Regions from separate parts of the Mus musculus genome. Here regions 2, 3, 4 and 5 are each linked to region 1. A link is a contact called in public Hi-C and promoter capture Hi-C data. All regions are on one chromosome and are shown on one strand. The core of a region is the stretch at or near the end of the contact, and the rest is flanking DNA. Distances in the headings are between cores, read along the strand shown.

The links. Promoter capture Hi-C pulls out the DNA fragments that hold promoters and counts their contacts. Hi-C and Micro-C count contacts between places; a contact is called where the count stands out from the background.
Region 2: a promoter capture Hi-C map of liver shows a contact between it and region 1, with 5 times the contacts expected there. The contact joins the promoter of AY702102 here to the promoter of Tshz2 in region 1. A contact is called at or near these places in 8 of 39 promoter capture datasets (the 3T3-L1 cell line, cranial neural crest, embryonic stem cells and 3 more), 3 of 484 Hi-C or Micro-C datasets (adipose-derived mesenchymal stem cells, nephron progenitors and reprogramming fibroblasts) and 2 of 115 datasets of contacts at active chromatin or transcription factors (embryonic limb bud and forebrain).
Region 3: a contact with region 1 is called in a Hi-C map of liver, with 3 times the contacts expected there. The contact joins the enhancer-like site here to the promoter of Tshz2 in region 1. A contact is called at or near these places in 10 of 39 promoter capture datasets (cranial neural crest, embryonic stem cells, frontonasal cranial neural crest and 6 more), 9 of 484 Hi-C or Micro-C datasets (embryonic stem cells, granulosa cells, liver and 2 more), 9 of 115 datasets of contacts at active chromatin or transcription factors (differentiating embryonic stem cells, embryonic forebrain, embryonic hindbrain and 6 more) and 1 of 9 other capture datasets (adipose tissue).
Region 4: a contact with region 1 is called in a Hi-C map of Sertoli cells, with 3 times the contacts expected there. The contact joins the enhancer-like site here to the promoter of Tshz2 in region 1. A contact is called at or near these places in 2 of 39 promoter capture datasets (both in liver), 6 of 484 Hi-C or Micro-C datasets (Sertoli cells, granulosa cells, liver and 1 more), 4 of 115 datasets of contacts at active chromatin or transcription factors (embryonic forebrain, embryonic midbrain, forebrain and 1 more) and 2 of 9 other capture datasets (adipose tissue and liver).
Region 5: a contact with region 1 is called in a Hi-C map of the N1E-115 cell line, with 4 times the contacts expected there. The contact joins the enhancer-like site here to the promoter of Tshz2 in region 1. A contact is called at or near these places in 8 of 39 promoter capture datasets (the 3T3-L1 cell line, embryonic stem cells, liver and 3 more), 2 of 484 Hi-C or Micro-C datasets (the N1E-115 cell line and cortical neurons) and 5 of 115 datasets of contacts at active chromatin or transcription factors (cardiomyocytes, embryonic forebrain, embryonic hindbrain and 2 more).

The regions. Positions count from the first base shown.
Region 1 is chr2:169,631,081-169,636,329 of GRCm38.p6, forward strand. Tshz2 (teashirt zinc finger family member 2) reads left to right here and starts at 1,429. Exons shown (of 2, transcript NM_080455.3): 1 at 1,429-2,699. The coding sequence starts at 2,660.
Region 2 is chr2:169,961,498-169,966,494 of GRCm38.p6, forward strand. It overlaps AY702102 (cDNA sequence AY702102), which reads right to left and starts at 1,690. Exons shown (of 1, transcript NR_131974.1): 1 at 516-1,690. It also overlaps a transcript of Tshz2 not described here.
Region 3 is chr2:169,349,892-169,354,638 of GRCm38.p6, forward strand. No RefSeq gene overlaps it. Among named protein-coding and RNA genes, the nearest start is that of Gm39994, 23 kb to the right of the region's middle. Within about 2 kb of position 1,925, at least 2 of the 459 cell types and tissues checked have an H3K27ac peak or open chromatin away from gene starts, as enhancers often do. A contact at or near this core is called in hepatocytes and liver, where this site is marked.
Region 4 is chr2:169,916,296-169,921,184 of GRCm38.p6, forward strand. It overlaps a transcript of Tshz2 not described here. Among named protein-coding and RNA genes, the nearest start is that of AY702102, 44 kb to the right of the region's middle. Within about 2 kb of position 3,131, at least 16 of the 459 cell types and tissues checked have an H3K27ac peak or open chromatin away from gene starts, as enhancers often do. A contact at or near this core is called in Sertoli cells, adipose tissue and granulosa cells, where this site is marked.
Region 5 is chr2:169,310,017-169,314,964 of GRCm38.p6, forward strand. No RefSeq gene overlaps it. Among named protein-coding and RNA genes, the nearest start is that of Gm46788, 14 kb to the left of the region's middle. Within about 2 kb of position 1,580, at least 6 of the 459 cell types and tissues checked have an H3K27ac peak or open chromatin away from gene starts, as enhancers often do. A contact at or near this core is called in the N1E-115 cell line and embryonic stem cells, where this site is marked.

The DNA of each region.
Region 1 (5,249 bases), core at 179-2,678:
GAGTCTCCTTGTCACCCAACTTCCTCCTTCTCCAAGGTTAGAACCTATCTGTGACTTGCCCCAGGCAGCCCCACTTGGTAAACATCCTTCCTTCTTCATACTCCAGATTCATGACAGTCTGTGTCTCAGGCCTATCAGCCCAGCTACTCAGGAGCCTGAGACCAGAAGATCCCAAGTTTGAAGACCTATCTAAGAATGAGTTCAAGGTCAGCCTGAATAACTTAGCAAGACCTCTGTCTCAACATTTAAGAAAAAAATGAAGAGGATCAGAAACATAGTTTAGTGATAGACTGCCTGCCCAGCATGTATGATGCCTTGCCTACCCAGCATGTATGATGCCTTGCCTACCCAGCATGCATTATGCCTTGCCTACCCAGCATGCATTGTGCCTTGCCTGTCCAGCATGTATGATGTCTTGCCTGCCCAGTATGTACGGTGCCCTGAGTTCAATGCCCAGTATCAGGTTCATTAGGCTCCTAGCTCTACCTCCTTCCGCTGCCTTCCCACTTGTCATTGACTTTCTACCCAACTGGAAGGAAGGAAAGCGTCTTCAGGACAGGGTCATCCTGTTCACACGTGCTGAAAGGTACCTACCTCCCCGTGTGCAGTGGTACCCAGGGAGACCGGGTTCAGCTACAATAGACTCTCCAGAATGGACTCCTCTTTCAGCCCCAAAACAACACTCAGTTTTAACCAATCCGGGCCACTCTGAAGTTGTACTCCCAGCATGCCCTGCTTCCTCTTCATTTATTGCACTATTGGGGGTGGAGCTCTATGTTTTCTGTTTGGCACCATTGGGAGATAGAATACGATAAACGAGGGCACAACTCCCTAAGAACTTATACTCTAGTGAGATCTGAGGCAATTACCCAAAGAGCGAGCTGTGCACAGCATCCACCTTCCTTGATGAGCCCAGCGGAGAAAGCAAATAGAGAAAGGTGGACATCAAATTTTCAGCAAGGTAGACCTCTGGGAAGTGACTGAACACCACCAGGGGGCAAGTTGTTTCAGATGTTGTTCCTCTCACCCTTGATAACAGCCACAATCTGGACTTCCCCACTCTCTGTCACTGTGGTGACTGTATAACAGGTGCACCATAGGTGCTCAATAAATATCAGCATTGGAAGGAAACACAATGAAGGTTATGTAATTAGTCTGCCCAGGAAGCAGAAGTTTAAAAAAAAATCCCAATACTCCAAGAAGGTGGAAGTTAAAGCAATGTGAACTTACATAGTGAGAGGAGGTTATTTGCTGGAGAACAGGTTGAGACTGGATATAGTCCCATCCCCCTAATCTGTCTCCCAAGCAAACCTAGATTGTCCCCTTCTAATCTCCAACTCTAACTGTCTCCAACTCTGCCAGAGCCCCGCCCCCTTCCTTCCCACTCCCCCTTTTCTTCCTCTTGGAGGGGCATCTAGACAGGCGGACACTCCACTGCCCCAGTGAGGAGGAGGTGGGTGCCTCCAGGGCTGCAGCCAAGCCGGCTGGGTCCTCTTTCTCCAGCTCCTCTCCCAGGCGGGACACTGTCCCTTTAATAGACTCCCTCTGCCTGGCGCTCTGCGGCTGGGGAGTAAATTTCTCCCTGTCATCAGGTCGCAGGGAGAAGAGGAGGAGTTTGTTAATGTTCAGTTTGTTCAGCCGGGATCGATGTTTGCTGGCATCGCCTCGCCCTGTCTTGTGTGTGTGTGAGTGTGTGTGTGTGTGTGTGTGTGTGTGTGTGTGTGTGTGTGTGTGTGTGTAAGAGAGAGCATATGTGGGGAGTGTGAGTGTAAGTGTGTGTGTGTGTGTGTGTGTGTGTGTAAGCGAGAGTGCTTGTGTGTGAGAGCGAGCGTGCGTGTGCGTATGTGTGGTGTGTGTGTGTGTGTGTGTGTGTGTGTGTGTGTGTGTGTGTGTGTGTGTGTGAGTGAATTCCAGATTTTCTGTCTTTCCCAAACCCGCTCCTGTCCTCTCGCATATCACTCACAGACGGGGATCTGACAGCAACAACAAACCTACAGTGAGTGATCTCTCCCCAGCGCGAATCCGCCATCAAGATCAGGGAAGAGGAGGAGGAGGAAGAAGAGGAAGAGGAGGAGGAAGAGGAGGAGGAGGAGGAGGAGAAGGAGGAGAAGGAGAAGGAGGAGAAGGAGGAGGTGGTAAAGGAAGAGGAGGTGGAGGAAGAGGAGGAAGAAGAGGAGGAGGGAAAGAGAAGGAAGAAGAAAAAGAAGAAATCCACTGTCTTCCCGGGATTGTTTCCCCCCTTATCTTTAAGCGCGAGTGTGCGCGTGGCGCGTGTGCGCCCCTCATCCCTGCCATCTGAACCCCGTCTTGGATGTTTAATAAAGAAATCAAGTGTCTCACCAGTCACCAAAAAAACAGCAAAAAGCAAAACCAAAAAAAGAAAAAAATCCAAAAGCAAAACAAAAAGAGAGGGGGAAAAAAAACCAAACAAACAAACAAGGCAGAACCAACCTCCACTTGCAAGCAGCAGGCGCGAGCCACATATCTGCCACCCAGAGAGGGGGTCTCCGGCCCCGCGCTGGAGCGCTGGCAGGGGGATCTTCAGGGGGACAGAGGCCGAGTGACGTCCTAGGAGCCACAGAAAGACGAGCGAGACTGCGGCCCCCGCGCGCGGCTCGGGGCTGGGGCGCCAGAAGTGAGACTGGAGCTAAGTAGAGCGATGCCAAGGAGGAAACAGCAGGCACCCAAGCGGGCGGCAGGTAAGAGATGGCTCCGCTCCGGGTGCCCGGCCCCTGAGCCCGGCGCACAGCGGCTCGCCCGCCCGCCCTCCTGGCCTGGGGCTGGCGGGGACGCCACCCCCTGGCGCTTTCAAGAGGGTTAGCGTGCGGGTGCCCTCTTCATCACCCCAGAATGATTTCCCCAATCTTTCCCTCTCCAGGCTCCCTCTGGGTGGTGGTGGCAGGGAAGCGTCCCACCAAACCTTCCTGGTTTAAACTTTTCCTCCCTCCACCCTCTACCCCACCCCTAACTTTTTCTCCCAGTCTGGCTTCTTGCCTCTGGAACCAAAGTCGGATTATGGATTTGGGGTGCAGGGGGAGGGAGATAGCCCCCTCTCATCCCTCTGAGAGGTCAGTGCTGATGGCTTCTGGCCTCCAGGGACAGTGTCTCCAGTCGCTGGGGCTCAGGGCTTGCAAGTGTGTGGCATGGCCAAGCCTGGGGCTGCAGGCTGGCTTTGGAGCTGTGAGCCATGAGGGTGTAGCATTGGTCGCCAAGGTGCAAAAGGCACCCCCGGAAATGAGTGGGGTTTTGGACGTGTTTTCTAAAAGGTTTCACCGTTTATAGAAATCTCATTCCCTTTCTTGCTTAAAGCCAGGTGGGGATGGGGGAGAGAACCCCGTAGAAATTTAAACAGCCTTGGATTTTTCTCTGCCAGATAGAGCTTTGGAAACTTTGTGGAATTGACTACCACCCTAGGAGCTGTCCTGTGGAATTCTTTCTTGCAGGGACCCTTCCCCTAAGGATCAGATCGGCTCAATAGGTCCCACAACAGATCTTCAGGGTTATTGCTGTTGTTTTTATTGTCGTTGCTGTTGTTGTTTTTCCTTTTCCCTTTTGGGTTGCCTAATTGCTTTTTTAATAGTATGCTGGGGTTTTGTTTCTCGGAATCGGAACAGGAAAGTTCATTTTTCTCCTGCCAGACCCACCCACTGAAAAATCAGCTTTCCACTCGATTGCTAGTTTTGATTTGACATTTGATTGATCACCTGTCATCTCACTGCCTTTGATCTATTCATTCTGATATATATCAATAAATCACTCACCATGGTAACTCCGAGTGGCAGTGACGCAAGCTTTGCCCTCTACATTCAGAGAGAGAAATGCACAATCATTATCTTGTTGGCTTTTAACGTGGGCGTTTTTATTTCTTTGTATCCTTTAGTTGATGGGGCTTTAGCAAAGTTTAAGTTTCCTTGGCTCCCCTGTTCCCTCTCTCTTTCTCCTCTGACTTTGAGTGGCAATGGGTAAGACTGATCTGGAGACCACAGCTATATTTTACTCTGTTCCAACTTGAGTCAAACATGGGAAAAGTCACCAGGACACTTGGGTAAACTTTGCAAAGTCACCAAGAAGAAGTGAGTTAGGAATCTGGGGAAAGCGGGTGCCAGTGTCTGAACATGCAAGCTACCACGTTCATAACGCTTCACCGCCGCCTGATGCCATCCCAAAGAGCAATACGTGTGCTTCAGAAAATCCAGTTTCCTTCCCTCCCGAGTGCAGAATCGCTTCCTCGGCCATGTGTAGGTCGCTCTGAGTTGCTTTATTATAAAGCTTCCATTCATGAATTTTCAATTGTTTCTCTCAGAGCAAAATAACGAAAATATTCTTAGCAACACACACATTTGCAACTTGTCTATGCAGGGGGATTTCTTTTCTCAACTCTGGTTACTTCTTTTGGAAACAATAGCTCTCTTATTTTATTGTATCTTTTTAACTCTCGCACTCGGCTTGACTATCTGACCATTTGAGGGTGTGTGGCGGCCTTCAAGACTTCCTACGAGTCTGCCTGCTGCAATCAATGCTAGCAACACAAGTTCACGTGTGGCTGGATTATCAGAGATGGCATCCCTGTTGTTTGTTGTCCCGAAAGAGAGCCTTGGGCTGCAGTCCAGCAGAAATGATACTGCCCTGAAAACTGTTTTCTTTTTCTTTTTCTTTTTTTTTTCTCCTTCCCTTCCTTGTAGTTCCGGTAGAGGCCATCAAGAACTAGGCAGCAATTTAAATTAGCAGAATGACTGGACATGTCTCCTTTCACAAGCTCATTACAAAAAGTGCCTTGCTCAGAATTGCTCTACTTTAATTATAATTATCCACTGATCAATGGAGATCCAGGTGTGCAGAAAATGACGCTGTATCACATTATTTAAATTAGATCCTTTCGCTAAGCTGGTATCTATTGGTGCTGGCTACTTTTTTTTATTGTTGTAGTCTCTCTCTCTCTGTCTCTGTGTGTGTGTGTGTGCGCGCTCTCTCTCTCTCTCTCTCTCTCTCTCTCTCTCTCTCTCTCTCTCTCTCTCTCTCTGTGTGTGTGTGTGTGTGTGTGTGTGTGTGTGTGTGTGTGTGTGTGTGTGTGTGTGTGTGAAACTTGTGAGTATACTTTCAGTTTTCCGGCCGATTGGATTCGTAGTGTCTTTGCAAGACTGTTGCCATGATTCTCATCTTGTTCCCTAGAAGGCACAGAAATCCTTTTCGAGCTGAGATGGGATAATTGATCTCATACACAGCGAGTTACCCTGCTCCATGTATTTATC
Region 2 (4,997 bases), core at 440-2,939, 330 kb after region 1:
GAGGAACGGGGCTGCTCAGAGTCGCAGCCTTCTGTGCTGAGCACCTAAGCGGCATCTGATGAAGCTGCCTCGCTAGAAGTCAGAGCCTCTTGGTAACCATGACTCAGAGCCTCAGCGCGGGTGCAAAAGAATTCACCAAATGAGAGTTTGCTGGGTGCGCGCGTTTAGAAATTGGATCCCCCCCCCTTCCCGTTCCCCATTATGTTGATGATATCTTTCATCCCCAAGACTGGGGCCGAGATCCTCGCTCCTCCTCCCCTCCCTCTGTAATCCTCACCCCTCATTTCTCTCCTCTCCCCATCCCCAGCATTTCGCCACCCCTAAGGCAGTGGCAGGATTCCAAGGAGTTCATTAAAGCCTGCCACCACCCTGTTGCCCACCAGGCATTCCCAGCAGCCCCCGGGGCCATGGCGGTCTGAGAGCAAGACAGTCACTTGGAAGGGAGTGGTCGGCTCTGAGGATAGGGGGACCCACCCTCACCCCCCGCCCCTTTGCACGAATGAGAGGAGACAGCAAACAGTTAATGGTTTAATCCTTTACAGAAAAAGTCACGGCAGACTCGCGATTCTTGATGGTAATGAAGGTGTCACACATTGTCTAGAGAAAGTTGTGCCTGGCAATCTTCCCTTTTTCGGATGCCTACCCCAGTGACATTTCATCTCACATCCACCTTAATGAAATGCATAATTAACATATTCTAATTGTGCTGAGCGCTGCGATGATTTTGACAGAACTCACTTTCCATGTCTAATTTGATGCTAATTTAATCTGTTCCTCTCCCGCTGACATGACCTTTCTTGATTGAGTTTCACTGAGGAAATTTTTTGATGGATTGATTTATCAGCAGTGCGGAGACAACAAAGGCTCAGGGTGTGTGACAGAAAATAGGAAGGGACCGGCCCTCGAAGCCAGTGCGCTCTGAACTTGCTGGCTGGAATGTCCTCTTCCCAGAGACAGCTTGTCTGATCTACTGATGGAATTTGAGCAATGTGACATTTGTGGGTGGGTTTGATCTTCCGATAAAGACGGTAAATATCTTATTGTGGCTGTAGCATTTTGCACAGAAAGCCCAGGCACCATGGTCGCAGACTCTTCTGTGGATTCATCTCTTCTAGCCTTGATCCCTGGATAAAATGTAGTGTCGGGTAGATTCAACCCACAGGGAAGGTGGCAAGGCAGGAAGACAGTGTCCATCTTAAATTGTCATGAAAAAAAGGCATTTCCACTAGGGCATGGGGCACGGATTCTCTGCTTAGGCTAAAACCTGCCCTTGGATAAGAATTGTGGGTTTTCCTGCAGAGTTCCCCACACCCTAATACATCCAGTTCCAGGTCTGAGTCACGTAGGTCAGGACACAGAGTGAGAGCTGTGAATGTCCTCAATTCTCAGACTCAACTGGCCGAAGGAACATTCGTCTTCCTCAGGCTGCAGACACAAGTCAAAGCCAGACCCCGGGTTCCAGATGACTCACACAGAACAACCCGTGAGCCTGCACGCTATATAAAACTGGCTGGGTTTTTTCCAGCAGATTTTAAGCCTTGGATCTGCATGGTTAGGTCAGAGTGTCTCAGCCAGTTCCTCTGAGGTCATTTCAGGACAGGGGATTCTTTGTTGGAAAGCGGAGGAGTACCCCATTCTTCCGAGGGGGTACCCCCTCCCTCCCAGAGTCATGTCAGCTAAAACTATCTACAAGCTCTCTCTATATCTCCCTATGGCCAAAAGAACCTTCCAACTGAATACCCCTGACATCATAATGTCACATGTGACATCATAATGACACAGCCCCAGCTGGACTCCCTGCCCCTCCTCCTTCTCAATGCCCCGTGTCCCCTCACAGTCTGGCAACCCAAATCCTACCCAAGTGCTTCCCAGCACCTCTTCTGTCAGAGCACAGATGAATACAATGTATGAAGTATTGATTTATCTATGGTCGGTCTCCACTCATTAACCTATGTGCCCCATAAGATTAGGACCTTGTCAGATCTTTTCCTCTCTCTGTTTTGCTTTGCTTAATTAGGGTAAAACACATAGGATACAAAATTAGTCTTTTGGGTTGTATTTTTTGTTGTTTTTGTTTTTTTTTTTTTTTTTTTTTTTTTGAGACAGGGTTTCTCTGTGTAGTCCTGGCTGTCCTGAACTCATTCTGTAGACCAGGCTGGCCTCGAACTCAGAAATCCACCTGCCTCTGCCTCCCAAGTGCTGGGATTAAAGGTGTGCACTGCCACCACCCGGCTAAGAGTGTATGTGTGTGCCCTCAGAGACCAGAAGAGGGTGTTGGCCCTCCTGGATCTGGAGTTACAGGCAATGGTGAGATGCCCAATGTATGTACTGAGAATTTTCCTCTGGTCCTCTGCAAGAGCAGGACATCTCTTAACCACTGAGCCCAATCTTGTTTTAGCCATGTGAAGTGCACATCTACACCACATCCTCATTTCAGAACGTTTTCCTCATCCCTACAGGGAGACACACACGCAACCGACTTCTCCCCTTTGGCCCCCTGGGAACCAGTCATCTCCTCTCTGTGACTGGGAATCTGCCTGTTCAGGACACTTCATACATGCAGAGTCATGCATGTAAGTAGAGTGGCTTTGAGAGAGGATCCACCCAGCGACTCCCTGATAAGCTGAAAATGAATTTGCCACATAACTCAGTCATTCCACTCCAACGTATATATCAAGAAGAATTGAAAGCAGAAACTCTTCAAAACCTTCTTAAAGAATTTAAGCTGTAAAACTGCATACAGTAATAATCATAGGTGTACTGGTCACTGCAGCCGAATGGTACCCACCCCCTGACAACCGCAACGCAAATGTGCTGTGTCCATAAAGGGAAGTGGGGGGCTGATGTGTGCGCCCCAAAGGCAAGCCTTGCCTGTTCTTTCTGCAGTGTGTCTTCATCAGCAAGAACAATGCCAGGCACATAGTAGGTATCCTGTAAATACAGTCTGGACACATGAAAGCTATAAAAAAAAATAAAAATAAAATAAAATAAAACAAAACAAGAAAACCAAGCAAGTAGAATTGTGACTAAGGAAAGACAGCCAGAAAATGCTGGTGGTGACTGTGTTTCTTTCAGTTTATGAAATAGAAAGGGAGGGAGGGAGGGAGGGAGGGAGGGAGGGAGGGAGACGTTAAAAAACAAAGCCAAACTGAAATTGGCCTGTACATGTTTTTCTTTGTAGACTAGCTGGGTGGGAGAGGAGGGCCAGTTTTATGAAGGATACTGAACTTGTATGCTGCGCAGTGGTGTGATGATCTGCCTCATTGTATCCAGTTTTCTTTTTGTTTCTAAGCAGATGAGCTCAGGGTGCCCACAGTAATAGACATTTTTCTTCAAAGCGGTCTCCCCCGGGAAGATGAAATATTCATTCCAGTGGTTACTGCTCCTGCAAAGACTCTTTGCAGTATGTCTTCAGGAGTTGCCTTATGAGCCCCACAAGGCTAGCAAGCTAACGAGATTATAATCATTATAATCACACTTGATCATACATCAAAAGCAGTTTAACTCAATGAAATGACCTGGCCTACTTTGATAGCCTGTATGTTAGCTGGCGTCTGGCTTTGTTCATGGGCTAAGTTGCTCCGTGACTCTAAGCTGGGCTAAGTACCTGAATGTGCAAATACAGAACCAAGCAAGATGGAGCACGTCTGGGGGCCAGCCACCTTGGGTTTCAGTTCCAGCTTTGCCACTAACTGTAAGACTGTGCCTCAATTTCCCCCTCTGTAGAAGTCCATAATAATCACCCTACATCAAGAGTTCTGTCAGGGGTTGCGTTAGTTAATACCTGCATACAACAAGCAATAAGCAATGTCCAGGCCCTGCTGAGACTCTCTAGGCATGAGTTCTCATAAAAGATATGAATGAGCCAATTTAGTATTGTGTGGCTTCCAAAGGTCAGAAATGGGGGATACTTAAAAAATAATTTCTACTAAGGAATCAAGCACAGGACTGAAGAGATGGTTGGTTCTGTGGTTAAGAGCCCTCACTGCTCTTCCAGAGGACCAGAGTTCAGTTCCTAGCACCCTCATCAGGCACCACACAACCACTTGTTGATCTAAGGACTCTGCTTCCCTCTGCTGGCCTCCAGAGACACCTGCACATGTGCACACACACACACACACACACACACACACACACACACACACACAGAAAATTGACCTGAGTTTCTTGACTCACCAACTCATCCTTGAATTCTGTCAACCTCTTCTGTCATCTACTAATGACACAGAGCCTCCTGCCTTCCAATGGCATTGGGCTTTTGGGATGACGCCTGGCAATCTTGAGAACCCGAACCATCTATCTTGCTTTCTCATAGTCCACAATGGCCCCGGTAAAGTCCCTCTGCCATTCACAGGCTGTGAGATTAGGAAGTGGGCGTCTCAGGGATCCTTATCCAGGCCACCAGAAATGACCTCCTTTGGACATACTGTGATGCTTGTCAGTGGAGTTCTTTCCTGTGTCTCTATGACAATGTATGTGTTAATTTGAAGAAAGAACAGAGTTTGGAGGCACACCCAGAACTCAAATTTGAACAGACATCACAATCCTTTGCAGTTGTCTGCCTTGGTGGTTTTGTAAGAAATGTACATTTGGCCAAGAATCCCAGGCTAGCCTCACATAAATGCCATATTGGAGACTCTCTGCACTTAGCTGTGTGGTCATAGCATTGCACTGCTACCTATGAATACCATGTTGCATTGTGCCTGTCCAAGGCCCACCCAAATAGTCACTGACAAGTCAAAAACGTTACTCTGTTCTATTCATGCAACATCTATGCATAAATAATACACATTGTATAGGTTAACACAGTTTCTTAGGGAGGGGCTCTGTAGTACTGAAAGTGGTGACTATTTTCCACAGAAATGAAATAGATCTTGTCTGTTCTGCCAACATTCCACAAGGAGAAAACCTGTGTTTGTTGGAATACTGTGTAACCTGTGGCCACTTTGATATTCCCTGGTGTATGAAACAGACTCTGAGAAACCAGTCTGACTCAA
Region 3 (4,747 bases), core at 675-3,174, 280 kb before region 1:
TCCTATGTGTACGTGATAGTTAATACTGACCGTAAACAGGCTCGAGAGCGTTGAGTGACCAAGTTTAGAATGAGTTATTTGAGGTGAGAAGATCCACTTTGAATATGAGTAGTACTTTCTCCTGAGGTAGGGTCCTGGACTGAGTGAAAGGGAGACAGTGAGCTGAGCCCCAGCGTCCATCTCTCTCTGCTTCATGACTGTGCGTGCGGCATGAGCAGCTGCCGCCACAAGCTCCTGCTGCATTGGTTTCCCCACTGTGATGGACTGGACCCTCAACTGTGAGCGGAAATGATCCCTCTCTTCCTTACGTTGTTTTGCTCAGGGAAAGGAGCTGAGAGAGTGTGTGGGACTTTTCGGTATCTAGCTTCCTCATTGTAAAGCTTTGGATCCCCGTCAGTCTGGAATCAGAGTTCCCATCTTCCTCTCCCCTGGCAACCCAAGAATGTTTCTTTATCATTTTCTAGAAATCCCCCAAAGTGTTCTCACAGAACCATACCCGGTTCCATCAGCAGCCATCTTCAGCATTATTGACTCTATGTTTGCTGATCACAAAACCTGCTGTTGGAGATTTCTCATTCACACAGTGATCCCTCAGATGTGAGAGCTTTTCCACCATCCACTGAAATATTTCCTCATGGGCCGTGGGATGCTAGCAAGCACTAAGCTCTATCAAAGATGGCTACCTAATCTCCAGGACCCACCACAATGCAAAACTTATTCAAACCAAGGCTGCAGAACTTTGGTAGATCAGTTGCCCCATAAGGGTGCTCTCTGAAATGTGCTCAGGGAAATTATCAGGCTTTCTCCATCTTTCTGATCCTATCCCATGTCATAGCCCCTGGGTACAATGGCAGGGCTAGCAGTCTATGGCCTTACACACTTCCCTCATGGATTCTTAGCTCCTGTCACCACAGAAATGTAAGTGGATCAAAGGACTTGATGACCTAGTCTGAAGTTTCAAAAATACAGTGTTGGTTTCTCTGACTGGCCTTGGCACTAGACACAGAACCATCTCTAGATCCACCTATGACCAAGGGATCTCCTGGAAGCATCAGCCCACTGTGTACCTTTCTCATGTGTCAGAGGGGATAAAGAGGGTCCCTCTTGCTTCTCATCAGAACCAGATAGGAGGGACCATTGTTCCAGAAAGTGGTCACTATTCCAGACAGAACCTTTGTGGCAAAGCCATGGTTCCTCCCAAACATCTCTCCCTGCAGAAAACATAAATCTGAATACTGAGAAACATTTAAAAGCATAATGAGGATAAGGTATGGGTTCAATTTGGGGAGACCTACTGATCCTTAGGAAATGACATTAGGAAAGCCCTGATGTTTAAATACAGCAACAGTAGGAGTCCAGGAAAAGAAGGTTAAAGAAAAAAAAAATATGTATCAGCAGAACCCTGTGACTCTCTGAAAATGGTACAGCCTGAGAGAGCAGATCATACCCACAGAGGGCATGGGATTTAGGAATCTCTCCCACGTATTTCCCAGTGTCAGGGTGCTCAAAGACACATTTTTATTTCTGGACTCAGAACACAGTTTTAGACAAAATAAAGATTCAAACAATCCATGGCCCTGATATCTCATTGGTCAGACCATGATAGCACTTGGTTTATTGTATAAATACACCCAATGTCAGAGCAATCATGAAAATGAAACTTAGAGAAAAAGCAAACAAACCCGTGTCCTCAAGCGGGTGGCTTGCAAATGGGGAACCCAAGAGGGAGTCCACGTGCTTCTATTTGCATGTGACCTTTTTAAAACCCAGAGGTAACATTTCCCAGAAAGTCTGTATTCATTCTCTCAACATCTGAAATGGGGGCGGCGGGGGGCGGGGGGAGGACAGATCAATTAGTGACCAAAGTAACAAGGGTCACTTTCCTTTGGTGGCTTCCACCAATGGGAAGCTGACACCTTTCAGTGTCCCAGGGAGGCTGACCTACTTCTGATTCTGTGAGCCTGTAGTCTGAAAGGTCATTAATCTAGCCTTGGCTCATGATGTTAGAATCTTGAGACTTCGATTTCTTAAATGCCAAAGGTGTGTCAGGTTGTCTTTGGAGATGTTGGCTATCTCTATTCAGGGATGCAGTGGCCAGGAGAGAGCTATATTGGTAATTTCCTTTCTCATGGAGACATTCAACTCTCCAAAGGCGACATGACCCATATGCAACACACACACACACACACACACACACACACACACACACACACACACACACACACACACACTCTATACACCACATATATGTGGATCTTTGCCATGGATCAAAGAGACAAACCAATCTCGCCACTCACTTTCTTCTTGTCAAGCACAGGGACAAACAGGTCTGTGTTTGCTGCGAGGTTGACAGCGTCGGATGTACTTGGCTGGGAGTAGAGTTGGAGAAAAACATGAAAGTAGCAATTTCTGCTTGTCACTCTTTGCGGTGTCTCCTCCTTGTCTAGAGGATGAAATCTGAGCTCTTTGTTGTCACAGTCAAAGTTCTCTCCAGCTCCTTCTATTTCCTTTTCCAGTCTTGCTTCTCATCTTTCTCCAGATTTACTCTTGACCTCCAAGAACAAGCTATGGCCCAGCTCCCTTTACAGCCTTTGCGAACACCCAGTCTGCCCTCTCTCCTGACTCATCCCTCCCAGCCTTTCAGTGTTTGACTTGGACACCCCTTCTTCAGGTGATCCAACTTGACTCCCCTCTGCTGAGGGAGGGTCTCTTCTTTGGCATTCCTGTAGGAGCTTGCCTCAGCTACTTAACTTCCCTTCCTGTCGCTGCCTTTACTGGTTCGACCATCCCCCTTTCTCCATCACTGCCTTCACTTGAATGCATTGTCCCTGTGCAAAATGCAATACCAGAGATAAAAGATGTGATTTACTCGAACCTCGTGTTGGATGTCTTCCATGTCCCCCGCAGCCACTACACTTAGTGTCCTAGACACCCTACTCTGGGTTCTTTGTTCGCCAGCTTCCTACTGACTGTAGCTATTGAGAACATCAAAGACCAGAGGTGACTATGAGACTTTGGGACATTCTCTCCCTTCCCCCTTCCCAGGTGTATGCCCAAGACCTGGCTGTGCCTCTCCTAGCGATGTCTATGGGTTTTCTATTTCAGTGACCTGTCCAGGCTTTGATGGAATTTGTTATTGTTACTCAGGCCTGGGTTGTTGATTAACTCCACCTTCCTACTCCAGATGTGCAACCTTGTCTTGTTGATGTCCCTAAAGATCCCAGTCTGGGTACATAGCCCTTCCACACACACCGTGTGTGTGTGTGTGTGTGTGTGTGTGTGTGTGTGTGTGTGTGTATCCTTCTTGCTGAGACTCTAAGGACAACCATTACTTTAAATTCTCAGTCTCTTGACACTTCTCTCTTACAGAAATTACAATTACATCTTTATCTCCTAAACCTTGGCAACCCTATATCCTAGCAAGTTGCATCGCACACAAAGAACAGGGACCAGCAAGTTTGCCTAAAAGCCACTGTTGAATTTTGTATTTTTCAGGAGAAGGCAGCTCAAAAGTTGCTAATTTCAGGAAAGCACTCATTTCCTTTGCACATCATAGAGATGAGACAGGATTGCGATTATTAGAGTGGAAAATTTCCTTCCCATTGTGGCAGTAGATAGCCGTTATCTGTTCCAATGAAAGACTCGTGAATGGCCTAAGGAATCCACTGTACACAGTCAGACATCGGAGGTGTGTGCTTTCGCTTTGACATGAGATCATCTGCTCCTGGAAGCTCCCACTCCAACACCCATCCATCTAGACCTTCTCTCCAAGGACAAAGGTAAAATGCAATTTGTCTTTTAATAAGCCTCAGGAGTTTCACTTAAAGATGTGATTACCCAGAAGGCAATAAGAGCTGTCTACAATTTCATCTGTCTCAAGAATATTGTACCCCCAAAGAAAGACAGAGAACAAGACCTCTCTCTCTCTCTCTCTCTCTCTCTCTCTCTCTCTCTCTCTCTCTCTCTCTTTACAGGAAATCCTGACCTGTAAATTAGAAAATAGAAGTTGTGTCTATCTGGGATCTATCCAGGACTGGAACTCTTTCTAGTTAGAGTGTCTAAAAATGGGGCTTCCTTCAGAAGCCTCCACCTATCTTTCAGAATGGTAGCAGGCCAAGATTCGGGTAAAATTTCTTCTACCTGGGCCTCATCATTGGATCTCTATGTCAAGATAAGGCTGGAGCATCAGGGTATGTTGTGAACATCATATTGTTGTGGTCACTCTCTCATGAACCTTGAAGTCTCAGCTGTCCTTGCCACCTTATCCTGTCTTCCCAGTCCCCCAGGCCCCCTTAGACATCCATCTCCCAAGTCAGTCACCCTGCTCTCTTAATTACCCTGCCCTCCTAGTCACCCTCCACTCCCAGTCCCCCTGTCCCCCTAGAGAGCCATAAGGTGATGTTCTCTGTATCTGTTTAGCAGTGCAGACACCAAGGCTAGTGAATCAGATCTTCTCCAGTTCAGTGGTGAAGTCATCCCTTGCACTTTCTAGGTCCTTCCACACCTTGACCACTGCCTTCCAAACCCTCTACACCCACATGGGTAGAAGAAAGGCTACCACTCTGTCTGACACCCCTGCTCTACTTTCATATGCATCTTATTTAGTTGTATTGGTTAAAACTTGAAGTCCTAACAATTATCCATAAGTCATCTTTGCTTCACTGGCAGCCATCCCTCTGAGGTCCCTGGAGAGTGTGCAACCTCACTGAATCACAGTTCTATGATTGGGACTTTCAAAGATCTACAA
Region 4 (4,889 bases), core at 1,881-4,380, 290 kb after region 1:
GGGCACTTCCTGTACCTCCCCACAGCTAGCACACACTCCCTTCCTGTAATCCTTAGTTAACACCTTTTAAATCTATATCTTATCTTTGTCACTCCAGACCCAGAGGACCCTGTGGCCCCTGTGGCCACTTACCCTGATGATTACATGGCAGCGGGACCTTAAGTCTGATCTCTCTGCTCCTGTCACAGCGATTCTGTCTGCTCTTTTTCCCCCTCGGTCCCTTGTCCTCAAAATCTAAAAGTCCTGTCTCCGTCTGAGTTTCCCCAGAAGAGAAAATCGTGCTTTGTGTCTGAAAGGTTGTGAAACTGGCAGGGAAAGATGCCTAGGATGCCCTGAAGAGCCGCTGTGTTTGGATGCCAGCATTGTGGGTTTCTTTTGCTTCTGAAGGGATTTCTACATTCCTGTATTGGCTCTGGGATCAAGCTCCACACCAGTTGACTCCATGGTCCTTGTGGTCCCTGTGGCAAGAATTCAAGGGCAGGTACACAGAGGAGCACAGGGGACAGGAAGGGTTTTATTGCAGAGTAAAATGGAGCACTCTGGAGGAGTGAGAGGGACCACCGTGCCAGTCTGCATCTTTCGGCGGGTTTTATACTGTCTCTGAAGTGTTTAGAAGAGACAGCTTTCCCTAGGGATGTTTTCCAGCCTGGGTAATTGACAGGCCGACTGGATGGACTTTTAAGGAAGGGGATGGTGAAATGTGTGTCCAGCTTGATAATGATCGTGTGGCCTTCCAGGCAGCTCAGAACATCCTGTGCCCACCCAGGGCCACAGATACACTCTGAACTCACTCTTCTGGCCATGGTCAACATCCTATGGTTTTAGTTTCCATTTTTACACAGTATTGATGATGGGGGTGGGGGGCTATTCTTAAGGATCTTCAAGCTAATATCTCACTAGCGACCTAACAGTTTGACTGGAGTAAAGTTCATGACAGGTGAGACGACGAGGCCTTCTGCAGACATCAGTGTTTTCCTGCTTAAGCTGACTGGCTCTTGCTGAACCTTTAACGTTTCTAATGGCTCCTTTTTTTTTCACCCCCTCTAAGAATGTCTCAAAATAGGAAAGCTTTCTGTTCTATGAAAATATGTCAGACCTCTTCCCATCATCTGTCAGAGCAGTTTACACTCGTCAGTGTCCCCACTAATTTGTGGGCGTCATAAAAAAAAATCTACACAGCCATTGCCAAGAGGCTGATCTTAGCAAGCGCTGAGTCGCAGACATCGTGTAAAAGCCAGGATGTAGACAGATTTCTGGATGTTCCCCAGTGTCGGGAGTCAGTCGCTGGTCAGTAAGGCTGAGGTTGATATTGATGGTCAGGTTCTTGTTTACGGAAATTCTTTTCCCATCTGTGTTCTGGTCGCAGGGTAGGTGACTGAGTTGTCTGGGTATCTTCTGCACGCTCCTGCGTGTGCATGCGTGTGCATGTCTGTATATATGTGGTGCTTGTATACGGGTCCAAGCTTTTTACATGTGTGTGTATGTATTCAGGTCTCCTACAGCACCTGGGACACTCCTTGATTTAGCTTGGTTGGCTGGCCATGAAGCTCCAAGACTCCTCCTGTATCCACCTCCCTAGTGTTGAGATTGCAGTAACTCTGCAGACAGTGTTTATGTGGGAGCTGGGGGGGGGGGGCTCCTCACGCTTGGGCACCAAACAGCCCACTATCTCCCAGCACCTAGTCTAATGCAGTAGATCCACACAGTGACTCATTCCACATGTGTGTTCAACGGCTACGACGGCCAGAACTTGAGATAGTTCAAGTCTTCCGGAAATCGTAGTAGAGCTGCTTCAAGAAGGTTACGCCCAGTCCAAAGAAGCAGCTTGGAGAAGAACAGGGAGAAATGCCATGCTGGCCCAGGTCAGCTTCTGCGCTCAGGGTATCCAGGCACCTGTCGTTACACAGTGGGCGAGACTGAAAGGAACGGAGCTTAGCTGAGTGGGTGGGTTAGCGGGACTCAGATGGTGTGAGTGGGGGAGAAATAGCCTTCTCTGGAGATGGTTTTCAGCGAGAAAGCTCTCTTTATCTGAGGGTCAGCAGGGGCTATATAAAGCTTAGGGAGTGGGTAGGGGTTTTACAGTGAATAAGCATCATTGGCTGAGGCTGAGGTTCAAGAATGCTTCATTTACATGCGCTTGCTGGGCACGTCCTAACAGAGAGAGAGGAAGTTTAACCTATACTTCGGCCACCAGGCTACAGGACTATCTCAAGGGTGGTGGAGGTGAAGGTCATAAGGCTTCCATGTAGTGGACATACAGGCCCAAAGCAAGGGGAAGACAGCACTGCGCCTGCAGGGCTCGGGACAAAATTTTCAGGGTTTGGAAACGGCCTCATTCTTGCTCCAGACTGGTTTCCCAGTCACATGACTTTCCAGCCCCACAGTGCTGCTTCAGGCAGGTTTAGGGAAGACTTGCCCAAAGAGGAAGATCTGAACTAAAAACAGAACAAAAGAGAAAAACAGCGAATAGTGATGTCAGGGCATGCTCTAGGGCCTTGTTTTTTAAATGATCTTACAGCAACAGGAGAGGCCGTTCATTCAGGCTGGGGTGTACCACAGTGAAACCTAAGGATTTTCTAATTATTTTTAATTATGACTTCCATTTATATCTTCTATAAATTACAAGAGTTCCAATTGGTCTGACGACAAGGGTTATCGATTTTTTAGACTTGAGAATTAACTACCAATATTTAAAAACCCAAGAAATGGAGTTAAATACATAGATTTCCAACTTCTCAAACTCTTGGGGAAGGCCCACCTTGCCACATAGACTCCCTGGAGCTAAGGACCGTGGTCCCTTTGCATAGGGTACACTTTCTCCAGTTAACTGCCATCCCCACCTCTCCCTGCTTCATATAACCTACTATTTACATATTCAAATGTCTGCATCATGAGTCTAAATTAGTGAGTACAGTAGCACAGATAAAGGCTGAAGGGACTCTGGCCAGCTGGAGCAACTTGCCTCTGGCAGTCCTTGCCCTTCTCCCCCATTCCCTCTGCCTCCCTAAAAACCATTAGATTACATTCCTAAAGCCAGCCACCAAGGTCTATTCCCTTATTTGGCCACTTCCTCCTCCTGAGGCTGACTATCAAGGTCCAGCAATCAAAGTATTGAAGTCCAGCAATGAAAAAGCCCCTTTTGACTCACCTAATTAACATGCCAAATCAAAACCTAGCACAGCCTCCTAGGCCATTCTAACAGCCCTTCTCCTTTTCTCTTCTTAGACGTTGCACCTGCAAGGTCATTTGCCGGTCTGTGTCTGCCAGAGCCACAGAGAGTGGCCGCTCTAACTTTTCTTCCCCCCTTTAATAAAGAATCTCTCTGTGAAAACAAGTGTTTGGGTGTGGCCTGTGCCTAATTCAGGTATAAAAGGAAGCTCCCCTCCCACCCCTGAGACACACACACACACCGAACCACTATGCTGGGATCTCCTTCAAAGGCTATTGCCCTTTGACTATCTCTTGGGATGAGTTCATAGCCCATTAAAACATTTGCCTCACACATAAAGCCCTGGGTTTAATTCCCAACACTACAGAGTCTTGTATAGTCCGTGATGACTCTGACTCCTGATTCTCCTCCTTCCATCCCCCGAGTTGTTCTAGGCCTGGACCACCACACCCAGTTCATGTGGTCAGGAGATCAGCCCGGGATTTATGCACGCTGGGCATGCACACCACCAACGGAGCTACAGCCCCGTTCTTCAGCTTTCTTTTTATTTAACAAACAGTCATAGTGTGTCTGGTATATAAAAGTGAATGTGCTAAGAAAAAAAAAACAGAAATTCAGAGTTAAAAGATACAAGCTTGTCTCTAGAAGCTCACAGATTTCTGGGAAGAAAAACTATAATTATAACAGTACCCTTTAAACACATATTCTATGTAGTCAAAACACTCTGAGATCTGTTGCCTCATCTGGTCCCTCCGGAAACATAAGTATATTGGCTAGTTTTATGTCAACTTGACCCAAGCCAGGGTCATCTGGGAAGAGGCTGTCTTAACTGAGAAAATGCTTCACATAATTGGCCAATAGGAAGTCTATAGGTCATTTTCTTGATTGATGATGAATGTTGGAGATCCAAGCTCATGTGATTAGTTCCACCCCTGGACAGGTGGCCCTGGGTACTGTAAGAAAGCAGGGAGAGCAATTCACGGAAAGCCAGTCTCCTCCAGGGCCTCAGTTTCAGTTCCTGACGCCAGGGTCCTGCCTTGAGTTCCTGCCCTGACTCCCTGGGATTCGGGACTTGGAGCTGTAAGCTGAGATAAGTGGCTTTGTATCATGGTGTTTTAGCTCAGCAATAGAAACCCCAACAGAGACACTCTGGGAAAGCAAACCAGAGTACCGCTGGTGTCAGGCTGGGCGTTTGTAGAAAAATGGACCTGGGTAAGTGAATGTGTTTGCTTAGATGACAAAGCAGCTGAGCCAAAGGAGAGAGAGTCAAACCTCGGGTACTCAGTTCCTCCGGGTTCTCTGCCTGACTCACCTAACACAGTGCTATCCTAGTCAGGAGTTAGCAGACCTGGCTGTCTGCCTGTTTTATAAATAAAGTTTTATTGGGACTCAGCCGTACCACTTGCTTTCATATGTCATGGTTGGTTTTACGCTTTAATGTTAAGGCTCTCAGGATTGCAGTGGGGACTACATACACCCAGGAAAACTAAAATGCCTTTTATTTATCTCTTATGCGAGCTTTTACCAACCTTTGGCCTACATGGTAGATGCTTATTTAGGGTGAGCTTGAGGGATGAAGCAAAGCCACGTGGTTGCTCCCCCTTGAGGAGCTAAAGGAAAGGCCACAGTCCACACAGCAGCCCATGGAACCCCCGTCAAAAACACACAGAGCAAAATCAGATCTTCAGTTAGGCTTTGACGTTCCATGTCACAGAATCTC
Region 5 (4,948 bases), core at 330-2,829, 320 kb before region 1:
AGAAGTATGAATCAAGACACATGTATTTATCTTTATCTATCCCCCTGAATAGAAGTGGTCACATGTCCCTGCATAAATATTGGGTTTGATGACACAGATCTGCAGCAGCCTCTTTGGGACTGTTGTTTAATGTATAGGAACCAAATTACCTAAGGTCTGAGGAAGACTTGAATTCAGTAATACACTTGAGTAACAGGATTCTAAATGGGAGACCATCAACGGCTCTACCTGAGGACAAGTGACCGTGGTACAGATTGACCCAACTGATGCATGTGCATGCAATCCCCAAATCGTTAGGCTCAGGGGACATCATGGAAGAGTGGGCAGGAGGGTTGTGAGGACCAGAGGCCTAGGATGCCTGCAGGAAGATGATGTCATCTAATTGTGTCAGGAGAGTTGCATCCAGGAAATCTCAACAATATGGTCACCTAAGCAAGACTTGCACAATGGCAACGTCAGCCAACATGTCAGATAGATGGGGAAGGGGAAGGAGATCTTGCAAGGCTCCCATTGTAGATCGTTGTGAGCCACCATGTGGTTGCTGGGAATTGAACTCAGGACCTCTGGAAGAGCAGTCAGTGCTCTTAACCGCTGTCTCACCTCTCCAGCTCCAGGTTATATCCCTAGATGAAGAGCTACAAGTAAATGGACGCTGAGAGAGGAAGGATCAGTGTTCTCTAAGAATGAGTCCCCTCATAAATTACTTAATCCCAAGTGGCCAGCCTTAAACACTCACACGCACGCACGTGTATACACACACACACACACACTCACACACACACACACACACACACACACACACACACACACACACACACACACACGTATACATTCACAAATACACCACATACACATACACACATATACACACATGTACACATACACATGTACTCACACAGACACACACCACAAACACACATGTATACACAGGTATACACAAGGACACACACGAGCAATGCTAAATGACTCAGCAGGTTATATTTTTACACACACACACACACACACACACACACATACATATATCTGACACTAATAGTTTAAGGTGAGGTCACGAGGAGCGGAAAGAACACAGGAGGAGTTGGGGGATGAGAAGGAGGGGACAGCAATGATGTAAAGAGAGCTTGTGCATGAAATTCTCAAAATCCGTTTTAAGAGGCAAAAAGAATGAGTTGCTGTGATCATACATAATGATTTCTGTAGAATACATACAACACACAGTTGAGTTGCAATGGACAACATTAGAAAGAAGGCAGACATTTACAGAATACCGAGAAATTGAAAAGAAAACCCATTAGGAACATATGCTTCTTTCTGCTTTACCCCCTAATTTTACCAGTGCAAGGAATACACTTTATAATCTATGTGGTCAGAGACTGGGATGGGCTACTCTTTAGGCTTACGCCTATAACGGAGCCTGGCAGGCAGTAGGTCCTGGTATGGATCTGTAAGTACTGAGTCACTCCAGGAGAGTATGAACCAGATGCTGGGACCCACCCAAGTGCTGGGTGGGTGGAGTGGATCTCAGCTCTCAGCACCTCCCTAGAGCTCTTGTTTCTCCTCCTATCTTGATGCCTTGCTGAAACAGACAGACAGCGGAAGTCCTCTCTAGATAATCAAAGGCTCTGGGAGAGGCAGGATGGAGAGGAGTGTAAAGAGTTTTTGTTTCAGTTGGATAAAGCTTTAGCAATCTGTGTAAACAGCCAAGAGCCTTGTTTCTCGATAAAAGACTCTCTAATCAGTTCTAATCCAAGAGCATCGTTGGCACTGAGAGATTGTAAAGGCAAAATATTCACTTTGAAAAATGAAACCTATTCTATTCAGGGCATTGTAATTTCCCATTGTGAGGCTGTGGTACCGGCGATTAAATTCTATTGTGTGTCTGCAGCCCTCGTTAGCGGGGATGTTTGCTATTATTAACTGATATTCTAAGAACATCCGCTCGCTCTCCACGGTGAAGAGCTGCTTGGCTCCTGAGAGATAATTTGCATACGTCTTGAGTTTGCCCTTCATGGTCTTTTCTTCCTCATTCGCTGTGCTATACGTATCTGGGATCCCATCTCATAGGGGCTGCCTCGTGCGTGGCATACTCTCTGAGCATGCTCAGTTGTCTGGCCATGTCATTCACATCTGGATAACCCTGGACACTTACACATGACTCTGCTATCTGTTTCCTGCATGGCAGGAAAAATTCTTTCTAAAAAGAAGTGCCTTAGGTTGTGTTCCCAGCAGCAGAACCCAAGGGGAGGATTTGTGTCAAAACACAGGCCCTCAGGTCCGATGGGGCCTGCATGTGAAACCTGTGGGTATGGAAGTGTCCACGCCTGGAAGTTTTGAGTTTTGCTTCCAGATTTTGGAATGTTTATAGAGGTTTTAGTAGTTGAACATTCCTAACACAAAAAAATCCAGCACCTTCGGAATTTTGAAATGTTTGTCTTCTGTTGACATCTCTGTATATGTGTATTATGTGTGTGTATATATGTATGTGTGTGTATGTATGTATGTGTGTATGTATGTATGTGTATGGATGCATGTGTGTATATGTATATATGTATGTGTGTATGTATGTATATGTGTGTATGTATCTATATATATGTGTGTATGTATTTGTGTATATGTATGTATGTGTGTGCATGTATGCATGTGTATGTATGTGTGTATATGTATGTATGTGTGTGCATATATGCATGTGTATGTATGTGTGTGTGTGTATGTATATATGTATGTGTGTGTGTGTGTGTGTGTGTATGTATGAGTATGTGTATGTGTGTATGCTATACAGTCTGTCCACAGCTTTAGGGATGTTCAGGTGTGTTACAAATACTAACGTAACAGTAGGGCCAGCAAAGTCACACGCAAAAACACAGACTTGAGGCCTTCCAGTGTTAAAGTCCCTAATATCAAAGAACAAGAGTGACCTAGAAAGGCCAGCGATGGAAGAGGGGAGCAGAGCAACTGCCTATGAGAGAGGCCCAGGCTTTAAGTCAGCATGCTGTGGCGCCTCATAGAAGGAGTGTGAGGACAGAAATTAGGTGAATTCTGTTCTACATTAGTAACTATGGCCTACTAAGTAGAGAAAACAAAAGCAGGTAATGAAGCCAGGGGCGACTGTTGTGAGTCATCAGAGATAGGGCTCAGTGGAAGATTCAGAAATGAAGTTTGAAGTTAAAACTACCAGGGCAGTAGACATTTGCTGTGGGAGAAAGGAAGAGAGAAATGAATGGCGATTCCTGAGGGCTGGGCTTGAGTGAGTCAGGGGTTACTGGGGGACAGGAGGGGTGGCTGGTATGAGGAGGCCCTTGATCGACACAGGGAGTCGAACAGGAGGGAGTGGGGTAGCTTGCTGGGCTAGAGGAGCACACATTTCTAATGGGCAGTAACCTCTATCACCCGCAGCCCACCGTCAAACAGCTATTTCTCCTCTATCACCAACACTACCCATACCACGGAGCCGAGGTCATGTGATTCCAGCATAATGCTGGTCATTGGTCAACAGCACTGTTTACATGTGTACTCACATGCCTTACTGTAGGGAAAATAACTTCTGATCCTTCTCAGCCGAGCCCTCTGTGAAGGACCCGTTTGGGGCTTGTACATCAGGAAACAGATGCCCACACTCAGTTCTGGAAGCAGAAGTGTCTTACATCCGACATCCATCAGAGAAAGGTAATCTTCCCTGTGCATAGGAGAGCTGAAGAAAAATACAAATGTCTAAACGTTCCGTGTCACGTGGGAGAAAGAGTTAGAACGTCGCCACGGTGAGAGGAAATCAATGGGACGACTTTGGAGACCCGTTTCAATCTGCCGTTGACATTGTTTTCTCGTAGTAATTTTCTCACGATGTTAACACTATTGAGTTTGCCTATTGATTCTATTATTTTTGACCTTGCATGAGTGTGGTCTAATCTTACATGCCATAAAATTTCCTTTCACAGCTAAAATTATTGTATGGCTCTGGAGGAAACTTCCAATCAGGTCGGGCACCCCCCTTAGGATTTTGATGGGCATATAAATGGCTATAATGAGTTGTGTTGACTTCCAATATGCTTTCGAGTTGTTTACAATTTATTAAATGCTCCAAGTGAGGTCATCACAAGAACGATCAACCGTATTGATGGAAACACTCAAGACCCGATGGATTGAAGGCCACTGACAAGCCAACCATATTGGCCAACTTGAATTTCAGTCAATAGCATAAATATATATTTGGCTCCCAAATCGAAGCCAACTTCACATTCACATTCGTTATTCTGAAAACCCTGTTAAATAAATATCTCCAAAGGGTCCCGCTGGAAAACACACTCTATTTACCCCCTTCACTCCCACAGTTAGACCTTTTCTGGAAAGTCAATAATCCAAGCTGAAAGAGTTCAGAAAGATGGGAGGTATTTGATGAGAGCCCAAAAGCTCTTGAATATTTTTCTTAAGAGAAGAATAGATTTATTGTTAGCTTTCAGAGGGGGGATTTGGCAGCTGTCCTCTCCAAGGGCTTAGGAAGTATAGTCACAGCACACAATCCTAGAAGCTACTCCTCCATCCTCCCTCCGCCCCTCCAATGCATCTCTGTAGGAGGTCAAACCACCTGGACAGAGCACCTCCCATCAGGTCTCTGAAGCAGCTTTTTGCTCAGTCTGTAGGCAAAGGCATTTTGGGATTTACTGGCATCTTGCTAATGGGTTTGCCCACAAACACTTAGGAAAGCATTGCTAGAAGAGTTAATTTGCCTCTTAATGATTTAATTATATGCTACTGCTTTGCTGTGGAGGAATAACAATGCTCCTCTCTTCCCTGCTGCTGGAGGCTGCTGATTTGGGAGACTTTTGGAAAAGCACACCATTGGCTTTTCTCAGAGAGAGCAGAAATGAGTCAAGGAGGAGGGGAGACATTTTCTTAGCTCCTCATAGCTATTCCCACTCGGGGAGTTCTGACAGGCCAACACTGATGGGCATGA